Linked DNA regions of Zea mays: region 1 is linked to region 2. Evidence: chromatin contacts called from public Hi-C data. All regions are on one chromosome and are shown on one strand. Each heading gives the region's core, a stretch centred on a gene start, on an enhancer-like site or on the middle of the called end of the contact. The rest is flanking DNA. Distances are from core to core; before and after follow the strand shown.

What was found. Hi-C and Micro-C count contacts between places; a contact is called where the count stands out from the background.
Region 1: a Hi-C map of leaf shows a contact between it and region 2, with 4 times the contacts expected there. The contact joins the promoter of LOC100283183 here to the promoter of LOC107275245 in region 2. A contact is called at or near these places in 3 of 25 Hi-C or Micro-C datasets (bundle sheath, ear and leaf).

Annotation. Positions count from the first base shown.
Region 1 is chr8:152,929,267-152,935,040 of Zm-B73-REFERENCE-NAM-5.0, reverse strand. It overlaps LOC100283183 (ribokinase), which reads right to left and starts at 1,951. Exons shown (of 5, transcript NM_001353327.1): 1 at 1,321-1,951. The coding sequence starts at 1,932. LOC103636141 (mitogen-activated protein kinase 8-like) reads right to left here. Exons shown (of 10, transcript NM_001301575.1): 6 at 5,688-5,774; 7 at 5,346-5,557; 8 at 5,134-5,238; 9 at 4,496-4,566; 10 at 3,482-4,415. The coding sequence ends at 3,985.
Region 2 is chr8:152,355,551-152,361,274 of Zm-B73-REFERENCE-NAM-5.0, reverse strand. It overlaps LOC107275245 (50S ribosomal protein L7/L12, chloroplastic-like), which reads right to left and starts at 2,643. Exons shown (of 1, transcript NM_001320551.1): 1 at 1,878-2,643. The coding sequence starts at 2,549. The coding sequence ends at 1,998. It overlaps LOC100191225 (AMSH-like ubiquitin thioesterase 2), which reads right to left. Exons shown (of 9, transcript NM_001136659.1): 8 at 5,491-5,543; 9 at 4,721-5,320. The coding sequence ends at 5,137. LOC100280337 reads right to left here and starts at 1,332. Exons shown (of 1, transcript NM_001320549.1): 1 at 449-1,332. The coding sequence starts at 1,204. The coding sequence ends at 551.

The DNA of each region.
Region 1 (5,774 bases), core at 702-3,201, 570 kb before region 2:
TTTGTGCATACGAAACAGACTGACCTATAGGGGGTGTATCCTCGTGTAGGGGCTAGGGGGCTCAAGCATGGATTAAAGAACTGACCTATAAGGGGGCGGACCGCGGACCCTCATGATGCAAGGGGAGCCAACTTTTGTGACCTTTCTCGGTCGGGCTCAATTTGAGCTTGTTAAAGGGCGTACCCAGTGTCGTAGGCTTCCCACACTGTGCGGGGTCTGGGGAAAGGTATCTTTAAGCGTCAAGCCTTACCCGCATAATATGCAGAGGCTGGGGCTCGAACCCAGGACCTTCCGGTTAAGCTTGTTCTTAACAGTGGGGGCTATCTTTCCCCATCGGCCGAGTTATATAGTCACAAATGAGTGTTCTGTAGTGGTAGGAAGGTGCTGGTGATAAAAGACAGGTTTTGGGTTCAATTCTTCAACGACACAAATCTTGTTTCCCTAAATGAAAAGGCTGCATGGTGAATGGTGACGGCTGGGCTTGCGGGCCCCTAGAGTCAAGGCAGCAAATCCTGCTTTCCTAAACGAAAGACTACATGGTGATTACTGGTCTTCTAGGGACGTTTATTGTGCCAGATCGTGCCTAGTCCCGCTGCATGGTGATCTGCATGATGACATAGTGCAGATCACGCCTACATCATGCTGGATATGTTCCTGGCGTCGCGCTTGTGAGTGTAGTGGTGACCCCACATGACACAGCCACTATATCTCCCCAAATTTCGAAAACCGAATACTGAAACATCAAATAATGAAAACATTCAGTAAATTGCTGCTTCATTCTCAAATATATATATCTCATCTTTGGTTGATGCTGTAGTTTGCCACGCCTGACCTTTGGCAAACTGTGGTTGCTACAAAATGTGTGGCCAGCAAAATCAAAGTTTGGCATGAAAGTAAGCCTATCACGTGTGGGGCAGGGGGCTATGAGAGTGTGGCACACCATAATTATGGTAAGAAACCAAACAGCTGCCTAAAAAGTTACAGCATAACTAATGGCCTGTTTGGAACCTATACAGATAATTGCTAGTAGCTAAAATTAGCTGTAGGGGTTCCAAACAGTCCAGCTAAAGCTTCAGCTAATTGTTAGCTGGACCCCCGACTAACAATTAGTTCATTAGCTGGGTTGGGCCAACTAAAATCAGCAAGACAGTATCGCCCCTTATCCTTTCAATGCAACTTAGCTCTAGGGGTTTAAAACAGTCCCTAAACTGTGGCGCTCCAAGCTGCATTACCCTATCATATCAAAAATAATCGGACAGTACCTTTTTTATTATAAAGAAAATTTGTGTGCCAAACCAATCTAAGATAGGTAAAAAGCACCTGGGCAGCCTGCGCGTTGACCCAATCGGGTATCTCCCTCTGCAGCAGCAGCACGCCTGCCTTTCGGATCAATTCCAGGTCCTCCGAACCGATCCCCGCCGCCCAGCCCTCCATGTTCGCCCCGCCCACGATGATAATGGAGTTCTGCCCGTCGGGCATGAGCATGACGACGGCGTGTCCCGATGGCGCATCGGCCGCGCGGGCGACGCGGTCGGTGCGGACACCACCAGCGTCGGCTAGGGCACCCTCGAGGAGTCGGCCGTTGGCGTCATCCCCCACGCGCGCCACGAGGTAGGTAGGGCCCAGCGCGAGGCGGCCACCGCAGGCGGCCTGGTTGGCGCCCTTGCCGCCCGCGAGGCTGCGTCCCGCGCGGGCCGCCACGGTCTCGCCGATGAGCGGGAGACGGTCGACCTCGACGTAGATGTCGGCGTTGGCGGAGCCCACGACGACGATGTGGGGCGGCGGCGCATTGGCAGCTGCGGCGGCGGAGAGGGAGGTAGGGGTAAGCTTCGGGAAGAAGGTGAGGTGGGCGGGTCTGGGGTTGGAGCCCGAGAGGAACGTGGCGGCCGGCGTGCGGCCGGCCGGAGTAAGGCGCACGCGTGCCTGAGCCATATCAGAGGGGCGGTGTCGAGTACTCGAGTGAGTGTTGGCCTGTTGGGGTAGGCAGAACGATAGAGTCAAGGAGTAACGGCGTCCCGATCCGATCCTGAAGATGATAGTGATTCCGTTTTTTAATCGCAACAGATTAGACACAGGTAATAGTGAGGTATCGGTTATGCTTAGATAACATGATTTATGATATAGTTAGTTTCAGCTTATACATTATATAATATAGATTATATATTAGATTATATAATCTTGGTTAAATAATTTGGATGTAGTTGTTTGGCATTGTAACTTTGATTATTGATTTAAGTTACGTGCTGCTTGGCGAGAGCAAGAAATAGATAAATATTTTTTAGGGACCAGCAATAGTGGATAATTTGTCTTGTTCGTTTGTGTCGGATTGCACTCGGAATCGTTTTAGCTAATCAAAGTTTATATAAATTACAGAAGCAATCCAGTTAGGAATCGTTCCGACCCACCAATCCAGCACAAACAAAGTTATCATGGATAGTAGATCCTTTGCTAAAATAATATCAAATAAACATTTCTTAAGGAGGTTATGAGATTATGACAATATGACCTCTAGATTATATAGTGTGACCTAATAATCTGGTTGTTTTGTTTCTATCTAGATTATTTAAGTTGTATTCTATAATCTGGATATATTTTAATCTAAAACAAATAGGCCTTAATCATCCTGTGGTAGCCAAACACATTCTCTTCCAAGGTGTTGGTGGATGTTGCTACCTTCACGGTACTACGGTGCCACCGTAGAAAAACATGAAACTAGTATGAGATTTGGTATTATGGGGATCAGACATAAATCTAGCGTATGCATAACTCACTAAGTGTAAGGAAAATAGGGTTTAATCTATTTCTACAATTGTTTCGGTGCTTAATGGCCATTACAAGTATTTGGATTAACTAGTCTGCCAAGTGTATGTTCATAGATTCATAAGATCAACAAATATGCTTCTAAGTCAGAAAACAGCTCAAAACCAACCTATTATGGGTAAATTTTGGAATAGAAAAACTAGCAATAGTTCTCCACTTTGGATAAGTTCTAAATACTACTAAGAATATATTTGATACATCTAGAGAGGTTGAAAATGTCGGAATCAAAGTCTCACTCTTTTGGAGCTAGTTTGAGCTAAAAACAGGATATAAGTTAGAGAGATCAAACCAACCCAAATCCATGACTTAAACTAGTTGGATAGTCACTAGATATATTTGTCTAAGTCATAAGAACACTCTTAAGAACAGCCAAATCCAGTGGAAGACGATTTTAAGAAGTTCAAATAAAATCTGTAGAACTGGGAAGCAGTGGAAGACGATTTTAAGAAGTTCAAATAAAATCTGTAGAACTGGGAAGCACTGGACCGCCTTACCAGAGGGGTCTCAGAGGCTGTTCTCGGGTCTGGCATTGGACCATGGGTAGATTATAATTCCAAATAAACATCCCCTAAATAGAACTAAAATAGAGTGACTAATCTTTAGTCCCGGATACCAAACAGGCTCAATGTACCAATCTGAACTTTATTATAGAGCAAAATATAGGCCAAAACTTCACAGCTTTGAATTAAAGAAGCGGGTCTCACCAGCCGTAATACATAAAATCAAGTCACTTTTTTTATATACAGAGAGGTAAACGTAGACTAACTATTTTTTATTCCCCAATGTTTCCGTTCTTGCAAAGTACATAATTTTCCATGTAATAATTGTCTCTGCTCCCCTTTGACTCTTATAAGCAGCAACCAACTGACGGCACTGCCTTTTTTTCTCTCCTTTTATTTTACCGTTGCCGCGGGGTGATGGCATTGCTTTCCGAAAAGCTATGTCCAATGAACAGAACCATGACTGTTGCCCAATATTATCTGTTTTTCAATCTGACGTCACACTTCCTCCTTGATCCGAGATCGGAGACCATACTCTTCATGCTCCGTATCTTCGGCTCGGAGTCAACATGGCAGTTCTTTGGCACCTAAATCTTTTCACTGTTCGCCATGTTATTACTTCAACTCAGATCAGGTGTTCTGGAGATGGTCAATGCAACTAGAACTAGTAAATCCTAGAAACTCCATACTGAACCCCATTAACCTTGTTGTAGCCACCTCCACCTGCAGCAGCGATGCCACTAAAAGGGGCGATTCCATGAATCATGTTTGAATGCAAAGCAGCTCTATCTGCCGCGTCGGCTTTTGGGAAAGCTTTTGGTATGTAGTAGGAAGACCTCAGGTCAGGGGACATGTGTGATACTAGCTTGCTGTCCATGAATCGCTGTGCTGGCTGGTACTTCATGCGGTCCTTTTCCAGCTCCTGTTGGAGTTCTCCATCTGAGTTGTCTGACTTCCGGTGATAGGTGTATGCTGACAGGTTTGAGGTGGCTGGAGGAAGCACTGGATTCCTCACCACCCTGCGTTGGCTGTATGGATCAACAGCAGTTGCGTTCTCAAATGGTATTACTGAACCAACCACTCTTCCTGGTCTACCTGATTTTTTTTCAGAAAATAACACTACATTAGATAGTGGCGCCTGAAGAACATAATATTTCGTTAGGAGAAATTACCACCTGTGGGAATCTTTCGGGGAACTTGGGAGGTTCCATTTGGAGGGATTGGATTAGAATGAACTGTGGTTGTCCTGCAGATAGAAGGGAGTAACGGTCAGAAGTCAATTTCGATGGAAAATTATAATTAGTATAAGCGAATAATAATGCAACAAGTAGTTAAGTTGCTAGCCTCTGATTTCACAGTATCACAAGGTCATCAAACACCAGTTCTTTAAAAAAACTCGACCTGCGGGGGGTAAGACAGCCCCCAGACATTGTATTAAGAAGACATTCTCACACAGGTCGAGAAACCCCCCGAATATCTGCTCCACCATACACAGCGACACCGTAGCCCGTGTGAGAACGACCGCGACCGGGGCTGAGCCATAGACATATGCTTTGGCGTGTGACAGACGAGGAGATTTTTTAACCACAACCTGAAATTCGCTCCCACGGATAGTCGAACCAAAGACTTGAGGAGTGCTACTCAAACCACCTAACCAACTCGGCCATGCAAACGTAAGCTAATTCATTTTAATCCCAAAAAACTAGGAAACTGTGGAATCCAATATAATTTATTCAGGCAAAAAAAGGTTTTTTAACGAAAAGCAGAACATAGCAGCCTAAATCATAGAATGAGAACCCTGAAAATCTGTCACCTTGGGAGCGAAACATGCTTCCTGTCTGATGAAGCGGTGTGCGCCACACTCTTTCCTCCATTTTCCTCCAAGTTAGCAAATTGCCTTCGGAAATTGTCAACAGCACTGAACAAGAACAATTAGAAACAGTTAGCACATTGGTATAGCAGGTGGCAATAACATAAAATAAATGAAATATTCAAGCTCCATTTTTATTACTGGCAAACAAATACCTAGGATATATAAAGTTTGTTTTCTCAGTTCCATTCATGTAATCCTTGAGAAGTTGAGGATGATACTCTAATATCTCCCTGAATATAAGTTCCTTGACATCCTCTTTGGTCACCTTTCTTCGCTCAAACTCGAACTCCATTTTTGTTATTGGCTGGCATGATGGTTCTCTCTCTACTTTCGCGAGGCCTTTAAAATACGGATCAGCCAATGCCTGGTTGTACATCAATGACAAAAGAAACATCACTTGAGGAATTTTAAGATATAATAATGGCTGGGACACTAAGCAAACAAGTAAAAAAAATGTGGAATTGGATTATACAGTTCAAAGTTCAAACACTTGCCTCTTCAGGAGTTGGCCTATCCTTGGGATCAAATGCCAAAAGCCTCTGCAAAAGTTTGAGCGCGGCAGGATCTGCTTTAGGGAACCT
Region 2 (5,724 bases), core at 1,394-3,893:
GCATTATATAGATAATGAAGGTAATTAATGACATTTGTGACTTTATTTTTTTATGTGGATAGATACAAAAACAAAACTACAACCTATATTTAGAGAACTATTGGAGAACTCACATTTTTTTACTCCTAAAGTTATTTAGCAACTTCTTAAATCTGTGATTTAGAGAGCTAAAAATTACATAACTATTGGAGTTGCTCTAAGATAATGAGTTGTTAAATTTAGAAAGTTTATTTAGATAACTGTTGGAGATGAGTTTTTATATTAACTAGCTAAATTATTGATTTAGGAAGTCTTTTAGACAACTGCTGGAGTTGCTCTAACAAACCAAACTGGATTAGCCCAAAACAGAAACAAATTCCGCATAAACCGGGTTGAAGCCCAGATCATTATCAGCTTTAACGGTCGAGGCGAAGAACTTGTGTGGAGGACCAATGTACAGATACAAAATAAAAAAAACATAAGAATCCAAATTTTCTTTAAACCAATGAATAAATGTGCGAGATACACCATGTAAACAATCCCTACACTAACTAAGTAAAACTATGCACATTTACGGCAACTGCGACGGCAATATCGTCATTGCACCGGTGAAGGCCGCATCTTGCGCGTGCTCCCTGGTGAGCACCAGCCGGCCAACCTCGTATGACACGAAGGCGTCAATGGCAGCGTAGCGGACCTGCGCCTGCGACAGAGGTCTGTCCCACTCGCTACAGGTCAGGTGCTTCGGCTTCTCTATTTCCACTCCCATCACCTCGCGGGCGAGGATCTTGAGCCCCGCCGTCCTGAGGTGCGGCCGGCCGAGCACGTCGGCCGCGGCATACCTCAGGTCTACAGTGTTATTGACCACAATGTTGCAGTCGCAGCGCAAGCGCTCTACGTCGACGTCGACCACGACGCCGACGAAGCGGTGCTGCGGGCTGGCGAGGAAGGCTTTCAGCGCGGCCGGGACATAGTCGGCCGCGACTATCTGGAAGACCAGACAGCGGTGGCCCACGCAGAGCTGCAGCACGGCCATCCGGTTGCGCGGGCGCCGGCCCTGTCGGCGAATGACGCGCCACTCGGTGTCCAGACCCACGATCAGGGGCTTTCTGGTCTGGCGCACCTCGCGGAGGAAGAGCTTGGTGGCGTCGCCGGAGTTGGTGACGGTAGTTTTGATGATGGTGCCGTCGTCCATGACGACGTCCGTGTCGTACGCGAACGTCATTGCGCCGGCGCCGGCAGGGAGGAGAGGACACGGACGGCTTGCGCGCGCTGTAGTCGTCGTCCCTTGATCACCTTGTCTTGTCGAGAGCCAGCTAGCTAACAATACGTAGATGCAAGTGTTTATTTGATGGAGGCACAGCGTAGATCGGTTTATTATATAGGGTAGGCGCAAGTCCGCAACGCGCAAGGGTCGGGGTATTCTGTTATCTTTCCGAACCGAGGTTGAACAGCTAACGCGACGGCATCGGCATGCAAATAGAGACCAAACGGCTTTTGCACAGACCAACAGAAGGCGTGGGCGCGTGGCCTCAGCCAGACCAGCGTACGACGCGGCGGGGTATTCTGTTTATTAGATACGAGAGAAAACAGTTTTGATCTCTTAGATGCTAAATGTATGGAAACAAATTATAAAAGGAAGAATACACATTAAATGAAAGTATAATCAAATAGAAAACGTTTGTAGTACCTTTCTTACAGACAATTTTTTAGATGACATTTGTAACGAATAATAACGAATACAATGCAACCCACTACAAAGGCTACTAGCAATTGCAAGCAACAGAATAAGGAAAGCAAAATGCCCTATTGTTCACCGTCATGAAGTAATGATAGTGCCAACAAGGCAAATCTACATTACCAGTTTTAAGCATGTCACATTCACACTGAATTCATATCATCAAACAGCAATTCCTTATAAACGACAATGGGGATACACAAAAGATTGGGAGGCAAAGATCAAAGAAAGAAATTTAAAAAAAAAAGAAGAAAAAAAAAAGGAGTCAGTATACCTAGTGTCACACGATAGACACCTTGGCGCCGACCTCCTCGAGCTGCTTCTTGGCATCCTCGGCCTCGTCCTTGCTGACGGCCTCCTTAAGCTTCTTGGGAAGGCCCTCGATAAGGTCCTTGGCCTCCTTGAGCGCGAGGCTGGTGAGCACGCGCACCACCTTGATAGTGGCGATACGCGCGCTGCTGGGCACCTCTTCAATTACTACGTCGAACTCCGTCTTCTCAACGGGGGCCTCCTCCTCGGCCGCGGCCCCGCCGCCCGCCCCAGGCGCTGCGACGACGGCGGCCGGCGCGAAGGCCGCAGCTGTGACGCCGAGCCGCTCCTGGAGGTGGTCAACAAGGTTGCGGGCCTCCTCGAGAGTGAGCCCGGCAATGGTGTCCCCGAGCTCCAAGACCTTGGGGGACTCGGTGGCGGTGGACGCGACGGTGACGGCGCGGCGTCTCCGGCGGCTGTCAGGCACGGGGAAGGAGGACCTCGGGAGCGAGACGGCGGGGCACGGGGAGGTGGAGGGGCGGGAGAGGAGGCTGAAGGCGGAGGAGAGGGTGGTGGAGGCCATGGCTAACTCCTGGGAGCTCGTGCGTCGGGGAGTCGGGAGTGGGGAGTGAGCAGGCAGCAGCGACGGCGTGAGGAGGCCGGCGGATAAGATGAGGCGATGGAGTGCCGTTGTGATAAGATGGGGAGAGGGAGACAGATATACGAAACGAACGGTGTGAGTGGCTAACCCCTGGGCTTTCCTTCTAATTGCAATTGTATCTTCGGATTTATAAAAGCTATCTCAAACAATAGAATAGTTGCATAGTGAGCAGTGTATGAGTGTAGTATTAACATATAAAACTGTGTTTCTCCAACACCTAAACAATACCATCTCAATAAACAATACTTATTCTCCATTACCCGATTAAATTATATATTGAAGGAGAGAGGGTGTATAAATTTACATAACCTCTCTTATATGTATTTTGCCTCTTGTAAAGAGAGTGTACAAATTTACATAGCCCCTCTTCTCACGAGTATTTTGTCCCCTGTGAGATGTATGATCTATTGTAGACACATGCATTATGATATAACGTCGTGCGAGCGATATTTTTGCATTTGCATGACTTTTCACGTGGCGAGATAGACTAAAAGGTGTTTAGTTTATAATTTTTAGTACCTCCATTTTATCTAATTTTACTCTCTACATTATCTCCCTAAATTATCAAATACGAAAATTAAATTAGAGTTTTAGTTTTTATATTTAACCATTTAGGGACTAAAATGAAATAAAATAAAGGGACTAAAAATTAGTCCCTATAAACCAAACACTCTCTAAGGCCTGTTTGGTTTGGAGTAACTAGTCAATTTTAGTTCTGAAAAAACAAATAGGGTTCAAAGTAGAGGTGACTAAACTTTAATTCTTTAGTCATTAAGGGGTAACTAAAAGGGACTAAGGTATGATTTTAACTCCATTGTCCTCCCCACTTTCTATGTGCACCGGGCAACCCCTAATTAATAGGGGTAATATAGTCCTTATTCGCACTAATTAATACTCTTTAGAGCATCTCCAACAAGAGTCTTAAATGGGGTCCTATTTTTCTTGGTCAAAATTTTGAAATATAAGACCCCAACACCAAAACCTGCTCCAGCAGAGGTCATGTTTCACAAAAAATCATCAAACAATTATAGGACCCGATGCCTTAGGTTCTAAACATAGGACCCCTCGTATACTGGAGCACTATCCTCATTTAGTGCAATAATCATAATCTTTTATTTTCTAAATAATATGATTTATTTCCTAATAACATGGTATAGTATTTAACTATTGGAGTTGTTAATGTTTTTTTGGTTCTAAACATTTTAAATTAGGTCCTATTTTAATTTTTAGGACTTAAATATAGGTCCTATTTTAACATGGTACACACTTGACATTTTATAGGCGCATACCCGATGATGCCGTCGATGGAAACTTCTCACCCGCACTCTCCATGGAAGGTTAGTGGATTGAAGGGGGGTGGGTGTCGCCGATGGTGGGGCAAGGCCGGTCGGTGGCAAGGGAGATATAGGGCGAGGTTAGAGGGGGGAGGATTCCCCTTCTCTGGAGAGCGAGAACGCGGATCGAGAGGACTCCCCTTCCATGGAGGCTGGAGCGTCTGATTCTCCTTCCATGGACAGCACAGACGTGGATCGAGAGGGATTGCGACGAAACGAGACAGATTCGGATGGGATTGCGGACGCGGAGTCTGATCGAGAGGACTCCCCTTCCATGGAGGCTGGGGCGTGATCCGAGCGGAGGGCGGAGGACTCGCCATGGAGTGCGCGGACGCGGATGGGATTTTGGGGAGTGGATGGGATTCTGGAGAGCGCGAACACGGATGGGATTCTGGGGCAGCGATCCGGGCGAGAGAGAGCAGGGATTGCGGCGAGAGAGGAAAGTGGGGCGAGGACAGCCGGATTTGCACGCCGAGGAGGAGATCTGTGCTGCGACACGGGAGGGGATCGCGCCGATGGGTGAGGGAGTGGACAGCGACACGGGAGTGGATCGCGCCGATGGAGAGCAGATGGGTGGGGGAGTGGATCGTGCCGATCTAAACCGCACCGAGGAGATCTGCGCCACGCCGAGGAGAACTAGATCGCGGTGGATAGTGCGACGAGGAGACAAGGCAAGGGCGTGCTTCACCAGTTAAGGTATGGACGCCCACAGTAGAGCCATATAAGCCATATAGAATAGTAGAAATAGAGAATTGGTTTAGTAAGGAACTGCCAAATTAATGTATTTCTTCATACTCCAGTCACTGACAATTAGTAAGTAAATTGGCAGTGCCACAGAAACAGTCAAGCGCTATTGCGCTACGTTACAATCACATCCCAGACCAAGTTAATAGTGTGTGTGTGTGTTTTGCCCCAGTTGTATGTTATATACAGTATTACTTAAAATACCAACTCAAAGGCTGGCCGAACAGACAAGATAACCAGTGCTAGTTTTCAGTTACTCCTTTTCTTTGACAAATACCAGCGCAGATGTCAGATAAGTAACATGAGCATCTTGGTTCCGGCTTGGCGCTGTCACTATACCTATCACGCATCGTCAGCAAGCTCTATGGTATATACTTCTGCCAAGAGGGAGCACAAGGGAGCACGTGCTGCCATAGCTTTAGTCCCATTGATCATTGAGCCGAGCGCAGGTCGACAATCTCAAACCGCAAGTTGGGATTGAAGTGCACTTTCGAGCAGGTTTCATAGATTGGGCTGCCGTTGGTTGTCTCTCGGTGAGTGTGGAACCCACTTTCGTCACACTCCCTAAGAACATCCATCCCTCCAGGTTCAGTCAGCCTGAATATTCCGTAACTCCTGAAAAATTTGAGAAACAAATAGGGCATTTTCAGATTACGTTATATAAGTTTACCCAGAACCAGAATGTAGGAGCAAAAGAAATTAAGAACAAAGGAACTGCAGATGTATGCCAGCCATTTTATGTACAAGTAACACAAGTGTAGTATTTATTAGCAAAGAACACTTGCCTGGTTGGATCTGTGGGTGCGACCACAATTGCAACAGCCTCTGGTAACATAACCTACAAGAATCCAGCATTTTTCATCAATCAAAGTTAAAGGCATGGCAAAGTGTCATAACAAAGTTAAAGCAGGTGAAAGACTCTGGTTGAAGTTCTGAGATGATAACTTGACATATTGTCACACACGTATCTAACAATTCTAAGCTACAGTGTAAGTTATTCTCAATGTTAGTGCAACCAT